3 separate regions of the Neogale vison genome follow, and regions 1 and 2 are each linked to region 3. A link is a contact called in public Hi-C data. All regions are on one chromosome and are shown on one strand. Each heading gives the region's core, a stretch centred on a gene start, on an enhancer-like site or on the middle of the called end of the contact. The rest is flanking DNA. Distances are from core to core; before and after follow the strand shown. Region 1 holds the start of ZNF706 (zinc finger protein 706). Region 2 holds the start of PABPC1 (polyadenylate-binding protein 1). Region 3 holds the start of YWHAZ (14-3-3 protein zeta/delta).

Evidence for each region. A called contact is a pair of places that touch in the nucleus more often than the background predicts.
Region 1: a contact with region 3 is called in a Hi-C map of fibroblasts, with 4 times the contacts expected there. The contact joins the promoter of ZNF706 here to the promoter of YWHAZ in region 3. A contact is called at or near these places in 2 of 3 Hi-C or Micro-C datasets (fibroblasts and muscle).
Region 2: a Hi-C map of fibroblasts shows a contact between it and region 3, with 8 times the contacts expected there. The contact joins the promoter of PABPC1 here to the promoter of YWHAZ in region 3. A contact is called at or near these places in 2 of 3 Hi-C or Micro-C datasets (fibroblasts and muscle).

Annotation. Positions count from the first base shown.
Region 1 is chr4:36,163,544-36,166,345 of ASM_NN_V1, forward strand. ZNF706 (zinc finger protein 706) reads left to right here and starts at 1,355. Exons shown (of 4, transcript XM_044245198.1): 1 at 1,355-1,534.
Region 2 is chr4:36,534,971-36,537,801 of ASM_NN_V1, forward strand. It overlaps PABPC1 (polyadenylate-binding protein 1), which reads left to right and starts at 1,460. Exons shown (of 16, transcript XM_044245203.1): 1 at 1,460-1,828; 2 at 1,942-2,170. The coding sequence starts at 1,978.
Region 3 is chr4:36,368,483-36,371,474 of ASM_NN_V1, forward strand. It overlaps YWHAZ (14-3-3 protein zeta/delta), which reads left to right and starts at 1,469. Exons shown (of 6, transcript XM_044245201.1): 1 at 1,469-1,930.

The DNA.
Region 1 (2,802 bases), core at 105-2,604, 210 kb before region 3:
TATGCCACCCAAATGAGAAAAGCCGCTAACTCCTTTCTGGTTGTTCTAAACAATTCTGTAATATCTATATCCCAGTCCTGCTCATTTGGGATACATATTTTAAACTAGCTTCTCCTGGGCACTGACAGGCAAGTGGGAGAGTGGATGCTATCAGCAAGGTGAGAACGTCAGATGTAAAAGCTTCCCTTTTCCTTGGTATTAATAAAATCAGGTCATGATCCCAGGGTCCTGGGATCGAGCCCCGCATCGGGCTCTCTGCTCTGCAGGGAGCCTGCTCCCCCCTCTCTCTCTGCCTGCCTCTCTGCCTACTTGTGATCTCTGTCAAATAAATAAATAAAATATTGAAAATAAAATAAAATAAAATAAAATTAGAAACCAGTGTTGGGGGCGGGGGAGAGAAGGGCCGCAGTGAAATAGAATAAAGCCCAAGTCTGAAATGCCATTTGCAGATATCAGCAGATTACTGACTCAATTGTTCTTAACCACATACTGGAAGTTAGCGCTCATGGCCTGTAAATCATAGAGAACCCCCCCCCCAATTCAACTTAACCATTTCCAAATATTAGCAACTCTGTATGATGTTAGGATTCAGCTAAAGCGGTCGGGGTACCCTAGCCAGCAACACTAAGACAAGCTGGAATCCTGAACTCACTAAAAACCCCCGACCGGTAAAAATAACCGGAGTTTCCGTGGGAACGACACTGGGGGTTGGCCGGTGAGAGAACAAAGGCTGCGCGGCCCTATTAGGGTCCGCTGGGCCCGCTGGCCGCACTGGGGGCTGGGGTGGCGGCGGTGGTGCCTCCGGGTGGCTGGCTCCCCGGTACCCCACGCCGCGGCGGCGCTGGCGCACCTCTCTGGGCCGGTGCCCGGGTTGCTGCATAGGAGGGCGTCGGCGAGGCGGGAGGCGAGAAAGGACGCGGGGACCGAGGCCGGGCCGCCGCCCCAGTGAGTGAGCTGGCAAGCGGCTTGTGAAACACGCCGCAGGCCGTCACCCAGCAGGACCGGGATCACGCGGCTCCCGGGGCCGGCCGAAGCCGCCTAGATAGAGCACGCGGGAGGGGAGGGGCGCCGGGGACAGAGGGCGACGTCCCCTGCAGTTTCCCTCTCGTAGGGGCCGCCGTCGCCGCCAGGCCCCGCCCCCTGACGCTTATGTAATAGGGGCGCGCTGCCATTGGCCCGCGCGACCGGAAAGGGCGCAGGCGTGCGAGCAGGGGCGGGGCGCGGGAGGCGGCCGCAGCAGGAAGGCGCGTGGGCGGCAAGAGCAGGCGGGCGCTGGGGCGACTGGGAGAGTTGCGCGGCGTGCGCGGGCACGAGCGTAGTGGCCTCCCCCGAGGCTGAGGCGGCGGCGGGCGCGCGCGGCGGCGGCGGCGGCGGGTGCGAGGCGCGGGCTGTTGTGCTCTCCTCTTTCCCCTCCTTGGCGGGTGGAGGAGGCCGAAGCGGTGCTGGGCGCTCTCCCCCTTCCTCTCCCTGCGGCCACCTCCCCCGGCCCTCTCGCGCTGCGCGGTCTCTCCGACGCAAGACTGTCCCGGCCCGGGTGAGCGGCTGTGGGGGCGGCGCTGACGCCGCAGGACGTCCGGGAGCCGGGGTGGGGGCTTGGCGGCAGGGTCGCGGCGGGTCGCGAGGGGCCGCCGGCCTCCCCGCCTCCCAGGCGGCGGCCGGGCCCGTCTTGTCCCGGCGCGGGCCCCGGGCTGGAGGGAGAGCTCGGGCGCCTGCCAGGCCCTGCAGGTGGCCGGGTTGCAGGCCGCCGCCGGCCGTGGCGCGGAGCGGTAACCTTACCCCTTGGCGACAGCAGCTGGTCGGTTTCTCGAGGCCGGGGCTCCCCGCGGCCGAAGAGGCCGGGTTTGGGGCAGCCAGAGCCCCCGGGAGGCGCGTCTCGGGCCGGGGTCGGTGAGGAGTAGCGGGTAGGTGGGGGCTGCGTGGCCGGACCGAGGAAGGGGCTCCCCGACGCGGGAGAGGCGGGCTGGGAAGGAAGGTGGGCCGGGCTGCCGCTGGGGTTGGTCAAGTGTTGGGCGAAATGGATCTTAACTCCCGGTGCTTTCCTCTTCCCTCCCCGAAAGGATGTAGTTAAAAGCTAGGGTCAGGATGTTGATCACTGCCTGGGCCTCCTCGTTTCAGATAGTTATGGAGAATGATCCTACTTCCTGAATCCCAAATCTTTTTTTACTCCGTTGTTTTTGGTTTTGAGAGGATCTTTGGAGGCAGTACTTACTTGTTGCCTCCTGTAAGAGCTCTTCATTTTAGAACTCTATTCTTCTCCTTCCCTCTTTGCAGCCCTCTAAGCCACACTAAGAGTTACATTAAAAAAAAACCTGCGTTTAAGGTGTTTGTAAATGACTTGTTGGCCCTCAGTTGTGTATAATCAAGAAGTGCTTAAGAGTTTGTAGAAAATTCGATTGGCCTGAGAGTAATCCCAGAGTTGAGCTGTCCAAAAGCAGGTGGCTTGTTCGTTTGCATTTCTGCTTTCAGAAAGGAAATCAATGCAGTGAGTTGTTAGAAGTTAGGGGCCTACCCCACGCGTTTAGACTGTTGATTCGATTTCCTTTACCGGGTTTTCGGTTTTAAAAATAAGAATAAGCGACCAGTCTTCACTTATTAAAGTGGTTTTATTTTATGGTTTTATTTGTTACTGTTAGATGGCAATGGAAAATGGGTTAAATCTATTGTGTAATGTTATATTTTAGGAGAAGCCCCAAATGGAAAAGTTAAAAATAATGTTGTGCATCTCATTACATTGTACAGATCACTGCATGAAAATGGTATCAAAATAGTTAATATCTTGTAATTATCAAAGAAACTTCTGGA
Region 2 (2,831 bases), core at 210-2,709, 170 kb after region 3:
TTTATTGAATTAAAGAATGAATTGGGCAATCATTTAGCTTGAGACTGCTCCCTTAACAGTAAAATAAAGTTATTACTAGGTGCTCCACCACCCACACAAGATTGCGGTAGGGAACAAAATGACAGGATGTTTATGCAAGTGCTTTAGAAACTGTAAAGTACATTACTACTTTAAAGTGGGGATTTGTATGCTGACTTGATATCATTCCTATAAACTGGTATTTTCTAATGGCCATCAATTTAATAAATTTAGCATTTTTGCTGAAGTCCACAACTAATGTATAAAATTGTTTTGAACATTTGTAATACTGCATTGAAACTATCCCTAATTTTGCCCGCTTGCAGGTCCGTGGTGTTATGTACAACTGTGAGACTCATACTTTAAGAAAAACGAATTTTTTTGAGTCCCGTTTTCTACCTCTGAGAAATCGCAAGTAGAAATTGCACGAATCAAAGATTCCAACCTAAGAGCTTAAGTTAATAGTGATCACGACACTTTAAAAAGGGAAGCGTACAAAGACCCCGTAAACAGCCTTCCCAATTAAAGGCACTTTGACTAACGACAGGGTCCGGTGGAGACCGAGAAGAGTGCAGGTCTCCGAAACTTTGGGAGAGAAGCCCAAGGATTCCTCCCCTCCCCCCTTGTACTGGAAGCACCGCGGGGCGGCGACCGGGGTCCAGCGCCGGGACGGTTGGGGGTCCCCGAGCCAGCAGCCAGGACCCGCGGCCAGTTGGGGTCAGCGAGCGCCGCGGCCGTTGGGGACTCCAGCTCCCAGCAGGCACCGCTTCTGCGGCCGACGCGCGTGGCGGCGCTGCCCGCTGGGAGTCGTAGTGCGGTCCGGGTAGGAGAAAAAGGAGCCAACCCGGCTCCTTTCACGCACATTTCGGAAACTGGGCCTGGAAGGAACCACTCCAGCCCACCCGTGCTCAGGGTCCCTAAGGGACAGGGGCGAGTGGAGCAGGGCAGGCTGTGGCGGGAAGAGGCCCGGACGGCCGTGCACGTGGGGGGTGGTTAGCGCCGAGGAACCCGGAAGCCCCGCGCGCCGCCCACCGCCGCGGTGACGGGTTAACGCTTCTCCAGGGTGGAGGTGGGGGCGGGGTGTGTGGAAGGAGAGGCCGTCCCACCCGACTCCTCTCAGACCCACTAGCGAGCCAGCCCTCCCCTCCCCCCACGAGCTCTACGCAGCGCAGACCCCGCCCCCCGGCCGCGGCGCGTGCGCAGGAGCCCCGCCCCTCCGCTCCAGCCCCACCCCCACACCCGCTGCAGCCGCCGCCGCCACCTCTCCCTTCCTCTCTGCTCTTTCCTCCTCCTGTTTTCTCTTCCCTCCTCCCCCTCGCCTCCTTTTCTCCTCCTCCTCCGGCGCTGACGCTCGCGTAGGGCCCTGGCGTCAGACGCGCGGGGGCGGGGCGAGTGCGGCGGGGGGTATAAGTAGAGGGTGCAGGAGGCGGTGCTTCCCCTTCTCCCCGGCGGTTAGTGCTGAGAGTGCGGAGTGTGTGCTCCGGGCTCGGAACACACATTTATTATTAAAAAAATCCAAAAAAAATCTAAAAAAATCTTTTAAAAAACCCAAAAAAAATTTACAAAAAATCCGCGTCTCCCCCGCCGGAGACTTTTATTTTTTTTTCTTCCTCTTTTATAAAATAACCCGGTGAAGCAGCCGAGACCGACCCGCCCGCCCGCCCGCGGCCCCGCAGCAGCTCCAAGAAGGAACCAAGAGACCGAGGCCTTCCCGCTGCCCGGACCCGACACCGCCACCGCCACCCTTGCTTCCCAGCCGGCAGCCAGCAGCCAGCAGCCAGCGGCAGCCGATCGACCCCGTTCTGCGGCCGTTGAGTAGTTTTCGATTCCGGTTGATTTTTGTCCCTCTGCGCTTGCCCCCGCTCCCCTCCCCCCGGCTCCGGCCCCCGGCCCCAGCACTCGCTCTCCTCCTCTCACGGAAAGGTCGCGGCCTGTGGCCCTGCGGGCAGCCGTGCCGAGATGAACCCCAGCGCCCCCAGCTACCCCATGGCCTCGCTCTACGTGGGGGACCTACACCCCGACGTGACCGAGGCGATGCTCTACGAGAAGTTCAGCCCGGCCGGGCCCATCCTCTCCATCCGGGTCTGCAGGGACATGATCACCCGCCGCTCCTTGGGCTACGCGTATGTGAACTTCCAGCAACCGGCGGACGGTGAGAGCCGGGCCCGGCGGGCTGGCGGGGCGGGCGGCCATGAGGCGCAGGCGGCGGCGGGCTGGCTAGGCCGGCGGGCCCGGGGGAGGGGACGGGCGGGCATGTCACCCCCTGAGGGCCGGCGGGGAGAGGCTTGGGCGCCGGGACCCCCGCTTCCCGTGCCCGCGGGGACCCGCGCTGCCGGCAGCCGCACGCCTGGCCACTTCCTCCTTTGCGACCATTTTCTCGGCCTCAGCCGCTCTCAAACTTTAGGGTGATGACGCGCCGGGAGGGTTGGTGAGATTGGGTTCTTCCACCGCGCTCCCGCTAGTAGCCGCGGGCTTCTGGGGCGTCGGGAGCCGAGACCCCTTCTCTGGTACTAGGTGGAGGCGCTCCCACCACCCCGTGCTCCTGCCGGCGCCCCAGGACGCGGAGGAAGTGCGATTCGGTGCTCAAAAAATACCACGTGTTGAACCCTGTAACCTCACAGGCCCGAGGCCTGTCTCTGCTACTGGCCCAATCGCCTGGGGGAGCCACAGGGCCTTAGGATAAAGTTAATTTGGTGATGTGGTGGTCTTCAGGTTTCTGATTCCATTCTTAATAACTTGTCAGTAACCGATGGCTCTAGAAACGTAGATTACCGATGAGAAGCGCATTCGGGGTTTTCCCCGAGTTCAGGCAT
Region 3 (2,992 bases), core at 219-2,718:
TGAGGACGGATTTTATGTGTCCGCTACTGATAAATTCAGTCCTCAGCACAATTTGAGGCTGAATTAGTGAGGCTCCTTTGTCAGCTGTTCTTTAGGCAGGCCCCCTAGTAGGTGCTCAATAAAGGTATGTTGGGAGAAATAGACAAACCAAGAAACATACTCTTGACTACAGAGAACAACAAACTGATAGATACCATTGGGGAGGTAGGTGGAGACATGGGGGAAATAGGGAATGGGCATTAAAGAGTACACTTACCGAGATAAGGGGGAAATGATTTTCAAAAAGGATTTGTTGGAAAACTCAGGCCAAAATGGCGTTTGCAAAGAGGTGGTAGGAACAGTTTTGAGTTTTCATTGCTAACTATATAAACTCTAGATGAGTTTTGCAACTGATTTTGCAGGTCACTAATCTTTTCGTAGCTCTAACGTTCAAAGGGAGAAGAGGCAGAGGCATTTTACACTGTGCATGTATCTCTCTGAACTTCCTTAAGTTGACTGGGTGGCGGCTCTACCGTTTTAGGCTGGCCCGTTGGTAGGCACCTGCAATTTCCGCTCCTCTTTCCCCCTCTTCCTGGCTCCACTGCCAGCTGGGTCAACGGGGGCCCTGGGAAATAACACACCCCTCAAACCTTGCTTCAGGAGAAAACAGGTAATGATCTTTATGTTTTAAATCACTGCAACATGAACTCTTCCAGTGGATGCTTTATTTGGATAGAAAAATCTAATCTACGAGGAACGAGTCGGTACGATCCAACCTGTTCTTTGCTCAGGCCTCCACCATCCCCGGAGCCCTCCGTCTAAGAAGGCAGCCGTTTCCCCGCGGGAGCTGAAAGCGGCGGCCTCTCCTTCCAGGCCTCACCTCCCACCAGCTCCGCCCCAGCCGACCCACCTCACCCCCACTTCGCGCCCCCATTGTCCCCTTCGCAGCTGTCACTGCGCACGGATCCGGAGTCCCCGATTGGAAAACTTTCCCGTCACTCAGCCCATATACTCCGGGGCCAGACTCCTCACTCTCTTCCGAGCCTTAAAAGGTCTAAGGCCGCTTTCCTCCAGCCGGCAGGTAAAGCTGCCGCGGAAGGGAGGAAGGGAGGGGCCGCGCGCTCAGGTAGGCCCCGCCTGGCGACGGAGTGAGGCGGGCTGGGGGTAGCGCGCCACACCGCCCCTCCTCGACCGTCTGACCGCGCCCTCCCCCGCCGCCCCCAAAATTCTGATCACAATGCCAGAGCGGCAGAGCCACTCGCGTAATGCAGCCCCAGGACAGCCCAGGAGGCAGTTACCACCGCGAAGCACGGAGGGCGGGGCAGGTCAGGGCGCGGGGAGGGGGGTGGGGGGGGATGTGAAAGGTCCCGGATGTTGCTGAACCGGAGCCCCTTCCAGAGGGAGTGACTGGCGCAGGCGCAGGAGGGCCGCAGGGAAAGCTAAGGTGGGGGTGGGGAGGAATTTCCTTGCTGGTTTAGAGGAAGAGTGAGTCTGTAAAGGTTGCGGGGGATTCGAGAAGGCGAGGTAGGAAGGCACTGGTAAGAAGGAGGAAAAAAAAAAAGGGAAGGCGCTTCCTGCCCAGGCTCACTCTCCCAAGAGCAGAGAAGTTGGGAGCTGAGCGGGGTGCGGAGGAGCGTTGGTAGCGGGAGAAGTGGTACGCTCCTCCGCTCGCCCTCTAGCGCGGGCGGGCAGGACGCGCGCGCTAGGGAGCGGCGGTTGCACTGGGCCCCCAGAGCTGTGGGCACCAATCAACGGTTGCCATAGCAGCGTTTGACGTCATCGTGCGTGTGGTGCCCCTGCTGTCGGGGCTGGTGATTGGAGGAAACCCCGTGTCTGCGGAGCCGCTGTAGCCTGTGAGCAGCGAGATCTACGGACAGAGTCTCAGCCTCGCCGCTGCCGCCCGGAGACTGCTGAGCCCCCGTCCGTCCGCCGCCACCCACTCGGGACACAGGTAAGGGACCCGGCCGCCGCCACCTAGTCCCATTCCTTCCTTCCCCAGACCAACCTTCCAAAAGCCTGAGGGCCGTCCCCGCTCCACAGCTCCTCAGCCCCGCTCGCCCGGCGGTAGCGGCGCTGGGCTGAGGCGGAGTCTCCTCAGGCGGAGACGGGCGGCGGCTTTTCCGCTGGGTTCGGGCGGGCGGCTCGCGGCTGCCTAGGGCTACTTGCTTCCGGACCGATGTCTTGGCCCCGATAAGCGCCGGTTCCCAGCCCCCGTCCCCCGGCTGGAAAGGGCGCCCACACGCGAGATCCCCGGGGACCCGCCCGGTCGCCGGCTCCCGGGGGTGACTGAGGCTCCTCTGGGCGCGTTCGGTTCCCACCCGCGCCCCCTCCCCGTCGTCGCCCCGCTCCCGCCCGAGATAATGACTTGGCGACTGCGGGCATTGCAGTGGCGCAGGTGAGGCCGCCCCCTCCCCTCGCGGCCCTCCCGGCCCTCCCCTCCCCCTGCTTCTCCCGCTCGCTGCTCCGCGCAGCCTCCGCGCCCCGCGCTGCGGCGACTGCACCCAGCCCTCCCCCACCCGGGCGGCGGCGCGTTAGCAGGGCCGGGCCTGGGGACCGGGCCGCGAGCCGAGGCCGGCCCGGAGGCGCCCGCCAGGTACTCTAGGGCGAGGCCTCGTTTCTGGCACGAGGGGGAGCCGGCTCTGGGGTGGGGCTGGCCTGGGACCTGGGGCCGAATTTCCTGGGTTCCTTGGCGGGGTGGGGGATGGGGCTCAGGGTTTTTTTTCTTTCTTTCTTTTTTGTTTTTTTTTTTTTTTTCCCCTCACCTCATGGTAAGTGGGGGGCTCCGAGTCCTGGTGGGGATAGAGAAGAGAATGGGGGAGGCTGTGGACCGGCGTCTGGCTCGCCTGCCCGGAGGGTCGCCGTGCTGGCTTTTTAGACGGTGTCCCCCTCACGGGGCGGGTGAGGCTGAGCGTAACAGCCGGCGGTGGCCCAGCTCGCCTGGGTGTGGCTCTTGTCCCCTCCCCCACCTGCTGCAGCTGTCGGGTCCCTAAAACCTAAATGAGCACCAGTGGTG